Linked DNA regions of Mus musculus: all the other regions are linked to region 2. A link is a contact called in public Hi-C and HiChIP or PLAC-seq data. All regions are on one chromosome and are shown on one strand. The core of a region is the stretch at or near the end of the contact, and the rest is flanking DNA. Distances in the headings are between cores, read along the strand shown. Region 1 has its middle 12 kb from the start of Gm35620. Region 2 has its middle 22 kb from the start of Gm36405. Region 3 overlaps 2310047D07Rik (a long non-coding RNA gene).

Evidence for each region. Hi-C and Micro-C count contacts between places; a contact is called where the count stands out from the background. HiChIP or PLAC-seq counts read pairs in DNA pulled down with a chosen protein or histone mark.
Region 1: an H3K4me3 HiChIP or PLAC-seq map of embryonic basal ganglia shows a contact between it and region 2, with 5 times the contacts expected there. The contact joins two enhancer-like sites. A contact is called at or near these places in 1 of 15 datasets of contacts at CTCF or cohesin (large pre-B cells), 5 of 484 Hi-C or Micro-C datasets (CD4 T cells, the HPC-7 cell line, bone marrow-derived macrophages and 2 more) and 11 of 115 datasets of contacts at active chromatin or transcription factors (SST interneurons, embryonic basal ganglia, embryonic forebrain and 7 more).
Region 3: a contact with region 2 is called in a Hi-C map of CD4 T cells, with 2.7 times the contacts expected there. The contact joins two enhancer-like sites. A contact is called at or near these places in 1 of 484 Hi-C or Micro-C datasets (CD4 T cells) and 4 of 115 datasets of contacts at active chromatin or transcription factors (astrocytes, embryonic limb bud, large pre-B cells and 1 more).

What each region holds. Positions count from the first base shown.
Region 1 is chr5:149,332,267-149,336,111 of GRCm38.p6, reverse strand. No RefSeq gene overlaps it. Among named protein-coding and RNA genes, the nearest start is that of Gm35620, 12 kb to the right of the region's middle. Within about 2 kb of position 1,446, at least 50 of the 459 cell types and tissues checked have an H3K27ac peak or open chromatin away from gene starts, as enhancers often do.
Region 2 is chr5:148,829,405-148,833,085 of GRCm38.p6, reverse strand. No RefSeq gene overlaps it. Among named protein-coding and RNA genes, the nearest start is that of Gm36405, 22 kb to the right of the region's middle. Within about 2 kb of position 1,500, at least 51 of the 459 cell types and tissues checked have an H3K27ac peak or open chromatin away from gene starts, as enhancers often do.
Region 3 is chr5:149,233,762-149,237,232 of GRCm38.p6, reverse strand. 2310047D07Rik (a long non-coding RNA gene) reads right to left here. Exons shown (of 2, transcript XR_003956021.1): 2 at 1-2,199. It overlaps Gm24105 (predicted gene, 24105), which reads left to right. Exons shown (of 3, transcript NR_166504.1): 2 at 1-30; 3 at 252-421. Among named protein-coding and RNA genes, the nearest start is that of n-TNgtt14, 6.4 kb to the right of the region's middle. Within about 2 kb of position 2,007, at least 74 of the 459 cell types and tissues checked have an H3K27ac peak or open chromatin away from gene starts, as enhancers often do.

The sequences.
Region 1 (3,845 bases), core at 197-2,696, 500 kb before region 2:
AGAGCGGCAAGAGAGCCGCATGTGGGTATTCTGGGAGTGGCCACTAGATGGCGCATCCGCCCTGCCAACCCCGGAGCACTGTGTGATGGAGCCTTACCCTTTAATGAGCAAGCTGCTCCCTAAGGACCTCAAGGCAGGGAAAGCCGCAGCCTCCCACCAAATGTTTCAGGTTTGCTTATCCTCAAGCGTGAGAACATTTCCCCAGCACCACCTGGCAAAGTAAGAGCCAGCCGGATACAGAGGGACTTTGGCACACAGATAAACCACCCACCCTGCTGCCCTCCCGGCTATATGTGGATCTTGCTATGGGTCTCAAGTTTACGTAGATCAGAGATGCTGGAGGTTTAAGCAGGAGTGGTGTGAAGGGCTAGGGCGATGCTCGGCGGTAGTGAGTATCCCGCCTGGTCCTGGGTGTGCTGCCCCCAGAACCGACAAGAAGAAAGGAGATGCCATCGCTATGCCGCTACTCAGCACATGGCCAGCCAAACTCCTCCGGTGGTGGCTTCGTTTCTCAGTCTCACATGGAGGCTCACACTTGTCAAAATGTGAGTTATGTGAACAGAATAAAAAGGGAGAGAGACAGCTCTTCTTTTCTTGGTCCATAAAGCAGATTCTGAAAGGTTTGCACCTCCTCCATAGGACCCAAGTTCAATTCCCATCACCGGCATGTTAGCTCAAAACCATCTGTAACTACAGTCCCAGGAGATCTAGTGCCTTCTTCTGGCCTCTGTGGACACTGCACGTAGGCGGTGCAGACACCATACACCACATCCGCAGGCCAAACATCCACACGCATAAAATAAGACAATAAAGTAAAAATAGAACCATGTGCCTTATACAGGGTGTTCGGGAACAGACTGAGCTGGGCCCACGGTTGTATCTCAGAGCTACGGGAGGCCGCAGCAGATGCAGGATGCTATTAGGATTGTGGCTTTCCTACGTTACACAGATGGTGGAGGGGGCCTGCAGGAGAGAGGCCTGTTTCCTGGCCTCCAAAAATACTGCTCTCCTGAGCAACCGATCTCCCTTTATATCACTTGCTCATCCGTTTCCCTTGTTCCGATAGCTCCCAGGGCTGGTGGCCCACTGGAAGGACATGTCTGAGTCCACACGTGGATCTTCCATTACCGGTACCCCCTCCCGGCTCCTGCTGTGAAACACAGGCCCTTCCTTTTTACTGTACTTTCAACTTCTGTTGTGCGTCCCTTTAATAAGCTACCTCAAGTCCTTTCCAGAACAGAACAGAACATACACAAAGCAAAAGAGGCTCTGGAGACCTTTTCTCTGTGTCCTTAGGTTACCTCCCCAGGAAAAAAATTTCTAAATTTTCTGCCAGACTTCCCAAGCGGTGACATTTTCTATAACGCCTCTCCTAAGAGTTGCCGCTCATTTGGGCGGCTCCGAGTGGTGAGGTCTTCTACACAGTTTGAATTTTGCGTGTGATACACAGAGCCCTCATTTCCTGATTTTCAAAAGGCAGGATGTGTCTTCTAATTTCCCTCGGAGGATTTAGGTAGCTGGCTGGGGAGAAGAGATTCACACGTTTAAATTTGGTGCATCGGGAGGTTTAAGTAGCCGTGTGACAGTTTGGATCTTAATTGACTCACAAAAACTCTTATGTAAAAGGCATGGCTGCTAGGCTTGGGTCTGTCTGTGGAGAGATGCTGATCTACTGAGTCTGGTGGGAGGAAGTGAGGTCACCGGAGGTGTGTCCTAGAGCAGAAGACTGAGGCTGCAGCCACTCCCAACCCTCTCTTCTTTCCTTCCTGGCTACAGTAGGCAGCCTTCTCTCTCTCTCTCTCTCTCTCTCTCTCTCTCTCTCTCTCTCTCTCTCTCTCTCTCTCTCTCTCTGGAGCTAAGAGTTCTACATCTTGAGCCAAAGGCGGTCAGATCCCATACTGGGCAGAGCCTGAGTAAAGGAGACCTCAAAGCCCGCCTACACAGTGATGTACCTCCTCCAACAAGGCCACACCTCTTCCAATAAGGCCACACCTCCTAATAGGGCCACTCCCCATGGCCAAGTGTCCAAACACATGACTATAGGGGTCAAACCTATTCAAACCACCACACTCATGTATCCCTGCCCCACTCCCTGTGTTTTTTCAAATATTAAGCTGTTGCTTCAAACACTAAGATAGACCTAAATTCCTGCAGACTTCCTAAATGGGCTAGAGAGAGATGGCTTAGCAGTTAAAAGCACTGGGTGCTCTTTGCAGAGGACCAGGGTTCAGTTCCTGGTACCCACATGGCCGTTCAATCATCCATAACACCAGTTCCAGAGGCCACTTTTGAACTCTGAGAGCTTCAGGCATGCACGTGGTACTGAAGAGGTCAGCTCAGAAACTTTGGAAAATTCCACCTGCCCCCTCTCCTCCTGGAAGAGAACCCCTTCAGAAGGGGACAAGATGTGCACAGTCGATACTTCTCCTTCAGGTGTAGAACGACCCCAACACTTTGGAAAAATAAATTCCTCTTGCTTTTTGCATCGATTCCCGGTGGTTTCATGTTGTTCACTCAGGGAGTCCCTGGTAAGCTAAGGCTCGCCAGAGTCTTACACTACCTATAAATACGCACTCAAGAGCAAAAAAAAAGAGGAAGAAAATCTTTCAACTCCTGAATTCCAAAGATTCGGCCTCAAAATCCAGACATGGCCTTTTGCCAGTACTGTTTGTTGAATGACTACATGAGTTAGTTGAGCCAACACAAATGCTGGGAAGGATGAATAGAGCCATTGAGTCAGCCAGTGTCTGTTCCAAAGCTATGTCCCCAAGCAGAAGTGACCAACTATCAAAGAGACGAGGATTTGTAGAATGGAAGCTGGAGTCTTCCCAGGGAACAAAGGATTGGGTAAGTACTGGCTGATCTCTGGGGAAATGGCAGGTGTTTGCCTGCATCTGTCTGTCTGTTTGTCTGTCTGTCTGTCTGTCTGTCTGTGGGGAAAGCATCTTGATAGATCCACAGCCCTAGTGGGCCTTAAACTCAAAATTTTCCTGCCTCACCCTCCTGAGCAGCGATTGCACATGTGCACCACACTAAGTTTGAAGGACGAAGACTCAGAAAATAAAGACTGTTATAGGGACACACCTGAAAATGCCCTGCTTTTATGATAAGCACGCCCTCTCAACTCCACTCGCCAGGCCCCACAGGAGTAATCAACTTTAGCCAGCCTTCCTATGCCTCTTTCTGAATATCTGTCCCCTTAGCTATCTCCAAGCTTTTTTATTACCATTGTAGCCTAAAAGCCTTCAAAGAACAAAGTGACTCATAGACCTGGGAGCCTAGGTGGCAAAAGCCAGGGAGCTCCCTTCATTCCACACCAAACCCAGACTTCCCAGCCACATACAGTTTTACTTTAAATGCACACTTATCCTTAAGAACATCACTAGCCTTTACCTTGTCTATATTTGTTTGTCTGTTGTGAGACTAGCCCATGTAGCCCAGGCTGGCCTCGATCCTCCCACCTCCCTCCCAAGTCCTGGGATTACAGGTGTGCGTGCCACACCTGGATTTTGTTTTGTTTTCTGTTGACAGTGTCTCCCTCTCCCTGGCTCCTGGCTTTGCTGTTTCCTGTCACTTCTATTTGGTTTCTTCTTGGGATATTTGGGCACCAAGCATCCTGGGACCCAGCTTTTAGAGAAACAGCCCAAGCAAGCCTGCTTCCAGCCAGGAGGATACGCCTTTTCTCTGCCATGTTTACCAAGCACTAAATTTACAAAGTCATTAATTCTCTTCAGAAGGCTCTAACGGAGCTTCCTATTAGTTGGTGAAATGGTGGCTGCAACCCCAGAGATCAAGAAAGCAATAAGGACTGCAAATGGCTGCGAACCAGGGAGTGGGGGTGGGGA
Region 2 (3,681 bases), core at 251-2,750:
GCACATGAGTGTGAGCCAATTCTTGACCGTATCTGTGTGAACAGCTTGCATGTTTCCTTGAAGGCCTCTTTTCTTGGGGCTAGTGAACTCGTCCAAGAGCAGTGTCTCAATAAACCTGCTTCATACATACATACATACATACATACATACATACATACATACATATACATACACATATACATATATATATCTGGCTTGAAGTGGCTCATTTTACTGGCAGAGAAATAACTTATCAGATTCCAGCACCAGGTAAGGACACTGAAACTTCCTGTCTCGTGGAGGGAACAACTACGGAATTCTTGGACTTTCCTTTAGTGGGCGCACAGGTGCTCTCTCTCTCTCTCTATCCCCCCCCCCTCTCTCTCTCTCTCTCACACACACACACACACACACTGATTTTATCAGTTCCATTCCATTAGAGAACCCTAATTCAGATGGGTAGTGAAGATGATTAGAGAAAGTATCTAGGTATTTAATCCTCAGGAGATAAGGATATCTGAGCAGCACCAGGAGCCCAGGTTGGGTCAGGAGCTAACCCAGGTGACCGCCATCGTATACAGAGGGAAGGGGACTCGCAGGGCTCCTGAATCAGAGCTGCAAGTGGACAGGAAAGCTAACTGCGACGAGGTCGGAGAAACCAGAGGCTTCAAACCATGTGAGACTATTCAAACCATGTGAGACTAACAGGGGAGTTTGCTTTCGGGATGGATTTGTATATCAGAGAGACAAGAACCCGGGAAGCCAAATAGGTAACAACCTGGAAAGAGGCCAGTGGTGGCTACGCTGAGGTAGTGGCTGGGAGCAAGTGGTCAGCCATCGACCTCTGAGTGTATTTTAAAGGTAAGGTCACGGGGCTGCTGATCACGTGGGCTAGTGCGTGGAGAATTAAGATGGTCAGGGGTGAACCCAAGATGTGGAAATGAAGGAGTTGCCTTCACTGTCCGAAAGAGTCGGGAGAGGAAGTCGGACTTAGCAAGGGCAGGTGCTGAGCCTGGAAGCACGCAGTTTGCATCCAGTATCCTTGTGGCGCCTTCTAGCGGGTGGACAAACAAGTCTGTCGCTAAGGAAAAGCCTGAGCGTATGAATGGTGTTTAAAGCCACGAGCTTTCAATGAGCATGAGTGGGTATAAGAAAGGATCAATAGTGGCCTCTTGCTTAGCGTGGCAGGGACAGAAACTGCAGACGCCAACAGCGTGGGCGACGACCTCTCCATATCTCCTCACTGAGTCTCTCCATCAGCAATATCCACACTGCCGACCCAGCAGCAAGCCAACAAAACAACCAACCAGCAGGGGGTGCTACTGAGCGCCCCTCTCCACCCTCTACCTTCGCTCTGCTCATCTCGGAACCATCTCCTGGCAGAAAAGGGAGCAGGGAAGTATGACATTAAATTTCAAAAGCTCTCTCTTAAATAAATAAACTCGAAGTAAATGGTGTTTGCCGTTTGAATGGGCAAGCTTCAGTTTGTGCTCAAATGAATTCATGTGGCTTCAGCGCTTCCCCTGGGATGTTGAGCAAGTGAGCTTTCATTTTCACTGTGCGTTAGGCCAAGAATAGGAGGAGGGGGCCCTGGGATCTGGACTCATTTAAATCCTGCGTGAAAGGGATCAAGGCCACTAGCAGTGGTAAAGACCCAAACAGACACTGTAGCGTCTGCCAGAGTCCCTCCTTCCATATTTCCCTGGCTATTAGGGTTGGTCCGCCCTCTGTCTCCCCAGCCCTTGAAGGACTACAGCCCCTTGCGCTTCCCCTGGGAGAGGGCTTTGTTCCTAGAGCACGTTTTGCCCCGGGAGCCTTGCTCTCCCACAGAGATGCTTTTCAAGCAATTGCCCAACTCAACCAAGCTTCTGCTTCCTTGTCTTCTGCCTGCAGTCTGTGGTCACAGATTTGAAAGACTTAATAGACAGACAGACCCGTTTGTCTCTCCCCGAGTGAGGAAATGAAGATTTCCACTTGGCGCTGTGTTTGTCTTGAGAACAAGACCAAGCAGAAAATCGCTCCCGTGTTGCCCAACTGCCGTCCTTGGGAAGAAAATTTTATATTTTTTTTCTTTGCAAAATTTTATTCAGACATTTTGGGCTATTATTTGCTTAAACCTTCCCCACTCTTTCTCCTCCCTGACCAACCCTGGTTTTGAGATGGAAAAATAAACTAGCCCCAGTATCAATGAACACCAGTGACTGTTTTCTTCTTTCATTATTTAAAAAAAAAAAAAAAAAAAAAAAAGCCATGTTTTGTCACAGGCTATTAACGAGTCACTAGGTGCTCAGGAAGTTTTCAATGCCTTTTCTTTTCCTAAGTTCACCCCTGCACCAAACACGGTGCCCACAGATACTGACAACTTCCGTCTACACAGCAACCCAGCAAGCTTTCTAATCCCGTTGGACCGATGAAGCAACTAAAGGCAAAGGATTTAGGGATCTTGCCTTAAGGCGGCCCTCAAGCCTGGTCCAGGAGCTCCTGCTTCGCAACAATGTCTGCATCCGCCCCTAAGATCAATGAGCTCTGCATCCTCCTAAGATCAATGAGCTCTGCACCCTCCTAATATCAATGTGCCTTGTTTTCTTGGAGTTTGTGCAGTTTGCACAACACTCATAATTTGAGTCAAAATACATGGGCTTTGTCAGAATTGTAGCACAGTGTGCTAATTACTAAGGAAGTGCAGCACAGACTCACGTTATCCTTTACACTAAGAGACTCAGACTTACGGAGGGTGGCAAGGCTTAGAATGCCCTTTAAAGGGCTTATCTTGCAGACCAGAGACCCCCAACCACTTTTGAAATCACTTGAACATTTTGGACGATGAAATGAAACAAGTGATCCAATTGACTTTCCCGTTGCTGTGATAAAATGTGCTGATCAAAAACAGCTCGGGGAGAAAGGGTTGACTGCACCGTTCTCTTGTATGTCACTCCATCATTGAGAGGGGTCAGGGCAGGAACCTAAGGCAGGAACTGAAGCTGATACTGTAGAGGAATGCTATCCTCTGGTCTGCTCTCACTGATTCATGGAGTGCCTCAGCTTTCTAAGCTACCCATATCAGTTTTTTTTTTTTTTAAAGCCTCCATTTTGCTCTCAAGAACTACGGTGCCTCCCATTATCAGCAGTTCTGAGTCAACGAAGGCATGCGTGAGCTGGTTCCCACCCATCAGGCTATCACAGGCACACTTTTCATTTTTCTTATGCACATTTTTATTGTCTCTTTGCTATGAGCTGACTGTATGCACCAGAAAGCACGCATCGGTGCTAATGCAATAGGTGGGAGGTAAAGCTTAGTGCAGCAGAGGGAACTAATGCATCAGGTGGGAAGTTGTAGGACCGAATGCACCAGGCATGATTTGAGCTTCAAGTAACAAGAGGTCAATATCGTGCAAGTGGTGAAGGTTAGACCTCATGCAGCAGGTGGGGGGGGGTGTATTTTGAGGTGTCCGGGTCATAAAAGCCTCCCTCTCAGCCAGAGGTATCTGGCCACCGTCACTAGGTTCCTCTTATACAGTCCCAGCCCAGCCAGAAGCAGGCTCTCCTAGGGAATGGGAAAAGTCAGGGAGGAGAGGCAAGGAAAGATACTAGAAAATAGGCCACTTGCGAGAACTACCAGATCATTGCAGGTGCTAAATGAAACTTTGGTCACCCTGAACCAGACAGTGCTGGAATCCAACCCTGCTTTCCCCACGTACCTAC
Region 3 (3,471 bases), core at 758-3,257, 400 kb before region 2:
AGTGTAAACAAACACAGTGCCCCACCCTACGTGAGCTCTGAGAACGGGAGGGGGGCTTCTCACTCTGGGTGACAGGGGACCCCTCTCTTTCTGGCCTCTCACCCTCTGCTTCCTGGTCTAAGTGTCCTCTTTGGGTTCATGAGATCTTGATACCCCATAGTTGTGGGTTGAGTATCCCTCTAAATCAATCCGTGGGAACATGTGGAGGTTTCAGTGGATGGCTTAATGTCTTTCTTGTGTGTTTTGGGCAGTTCTCAGGAAAGCGAGTGAGTTCTCACTCCCGTGGTGCCGAACTAGTTCCTGGACCATCAAGTTCTGAGAAGGAGAAAGCAACGCACAGCCTTCACCAACCAGACATGGCTGCCCAGTCTTGGACTTCTCAGGTTCCAGAGCAATCAACCAAAATAAACAAGTGATTTGGGCCTCAGGTAGTCCCTTTAGTAATGGAAAACTGAAAGGTCCCGAGTACAAGACGCAAGGGGGATAAATGGGCAGATTATCCCTTCAGGTGAGAAGTTTACTGTGGGTTGAATAAGATGGCTCAGAAGCTAAGGGTGAGTGCTGTTCTTCCAGAGGACCAGAGTTCAATTCCCAGCACCTGCATTAGGCAGCTTACTCAAGTACAGCTTTGTGTATAATTCCAGCTCTATGAGAGGTAACTCTTTTGACCTCTGAGAGCATACACAGAGAGGGGAGGGGAGGGAGGGAGGGGGAGGGGGGAATGGGAGGGGGAGGGAGAAGGAGAATAATGTCTTAAAAGCAGTTTATTGGACTAGAGAGATGGCTCAGTGGTTGAGAGCACTGCCTGCTCTTCTGAAGGTCCTGAGTTCAATTCCCAGCAATCACATGGTGGCTCACAACCACCTGAATGGGATCCAATTCCCTCTTCTGGTGTGTCTGAAGACAGCTACAGTGTACTCATACACATAAAATTAATAATCTCTTTTTAAAATGTAGTCAGATACACAGAAGGTAATAGATTGACTTTTTAGCCCAAGGTCATCTTAGCTTCAGACTTGTAACATCCTAACTCTCCATACCTGGCAACAAAGTTCAGCTAAAGCTACTTTTCTAGGACTTGAACTCTAACAGGCACCTTTCACTGTCCCTTCAGATTGCCTCGGCCCTTGACTTTATCCTGAAGTATCTCCTTCCATTCTCTCTAAACAGACTTTCCATGCCCTCTGTCTTCAGTATTTCAGGAAACCCTTAAGCCATGACTCTGCCTCTAACCTCTCTCGGCAACCCAGACATGCACAGAATTCGCACTAGCCTTGGCTTTGCATCTCTTAGAAAACATTACCTAGTTGTTCACAAAACAGTGGGCAACACCTCCGTGTCTCTATTCAGTTGTCCATTGCTGTGTGACAAGTTACTTCCAAAAGTTAGTGACTTATTATAGCAATAACATATCATCTTTCCAATTAGAGAGATTGGCTCAGCAGTTAAGCACACCCATCAGTCTTGAAGAGGACCAGGGTTCGGTTCCCAGCACACACACACACACACACACACACACACACACACACACACACACACGGTGGCTTACGACCCTTTTCTGCCTCTATGAGCGTCAAATGTGGTGCACATACGTAAATGCAGGCTATCACTCATGCATTCACAAGTAAATAACTAAATCTAAAGATTAAAACAAAAGACAGGGGCCTGGAGCGAGCAAGGGGTGCGGGGAATAGAAGACAAAAAACAAAAAAAAAAATTATCTCATTTTTCCTGTGGCTCAGAACTCCAGGGGTATCTTAGCTGAGCTTTCTGGCAAAGGATCTCTCTTGGGTCAAGATATTGGCTGTGGGCATAGCTATCCTCACCCTTGGTTTGTTCTAGAAGAATCTCTGCTATGACGGCTTGCTCACATGCAGAACAAGTTGCAGCTGGCTGTCGGCAGGAGACTTTATTTCCTCCTCTGGGTGAGCTTCTTCCTAGACCTTCTGCCTCCTCATGACTGGGCAGCTAGCTTCCCACAAGCAGACAGGAAGGAAGTGGCTACGCCTTCTTCAACTTGGTCCTAGAAGCGCTAGCCCATCCTTCCAGCCATAGTCAGTTGCCGAGTCAGTCACAAGTGATTCAGAGATGGGCAAGACACTTGCAGCTGGTTTGAAGGATGCGAACAGGTTCACAAATGAATGCTGGGCAGCAGCTGGCATTTGGAGGGGGCCAGGGTAGCACTGCAGACTCCAGGAACTATGCAAAAGAGGTGTCTTCGGGTCAGGAAATTAACTCTGCTGCAACAGGCTTTGAGAGCAACAGCAACCCTGCAAAGAGTACCAGAGAAATGGAGTATGGTGTGTCCATTTCACCTGGACCATCTTCTGAAGCCCCAAATTAAACAACCTCACCAACATCACCCTCTTTCCATGTAGAGAGATTAAAAGAAGACAATAAAGGAAATAGAAAAGGTGATGACCTAGGTGTGGTGGCGCACACCTTTACTCACCGCACTTGAGAGGCAAAGGTATACAAACCTCTGAGTTTGAGGTCAGTCTGGTCTACAGAGCAAGTTCCAGGACAGCCAGGGCTACACAGGGAAACCCTGTCTCAGAAAGCCAAAGGAGGTGGCCAGAGGAGACAGGGGACAAAGTAAAAGGTGATGTTTCAGCATTTGCTAGTGGAAGGAGTCATTGGCATATATGGCATATGAGTTGATGCAAAATGAATCAGTTCCCCTCTGCAGAATCTCGTAGCTGCCCTTCCTCCTGTACTGGGCAGCCATTAAGGTGGGTCAATCCTTGTGACTCCATCGAATCTACAACCTGACAACCTAATGAAAAAGCCAGACATGACAGCATATTCCTATAGGCCTAGCACCCAGGGCTCGAGAGCAGAAAGATTATGAATTGAGGGTAACCTGAGCTATACAGAAACACCCAGAGCAGGCTCAGAAAACCACAAGAAGAGACCGGAGATACAGCTTAACTGGAGAGCACTTGCCTAGCAGGTACCAGGCCCTCTGTTAAATCCCGAGCACCAGGAAGAGAAGACATGAAAATATCAACACAGGCCATCAATACTAGCCCTATAGGACCCTTACTTTTGAGCCATGACTCAGAACACCAGTACAGTACCATTATTTGACACAGAGGTTCAATAGCAGGATGGGATATTTCTCTCTATTTTGGATTTCTGAAATATCCTCATACGCGCTCATTTATTTTTAATGTACGTTCACCCGCGTCCTACACACATCATGCACATAAAAAGTGTTCGTAAGATCTATGAGCATTTGAAAACTTAATCAAAATAACACCCATGTATTTACCACCTGCTTGGGAAGTGTATATCCACTTATTATTAATAATAAGTTCCTACTATTTTCTAGGTATTTATGATGTGCCAACCCTGTTGCAAGTATTTTGCATATATTATCTGCTGGGTCTTCCTGCTACCCTTGTGAGTTAGCTACCATTAGCATCATCTGACTAACAGAAGAGCAGGCGTGGAGGGGGCTTTAGAGAA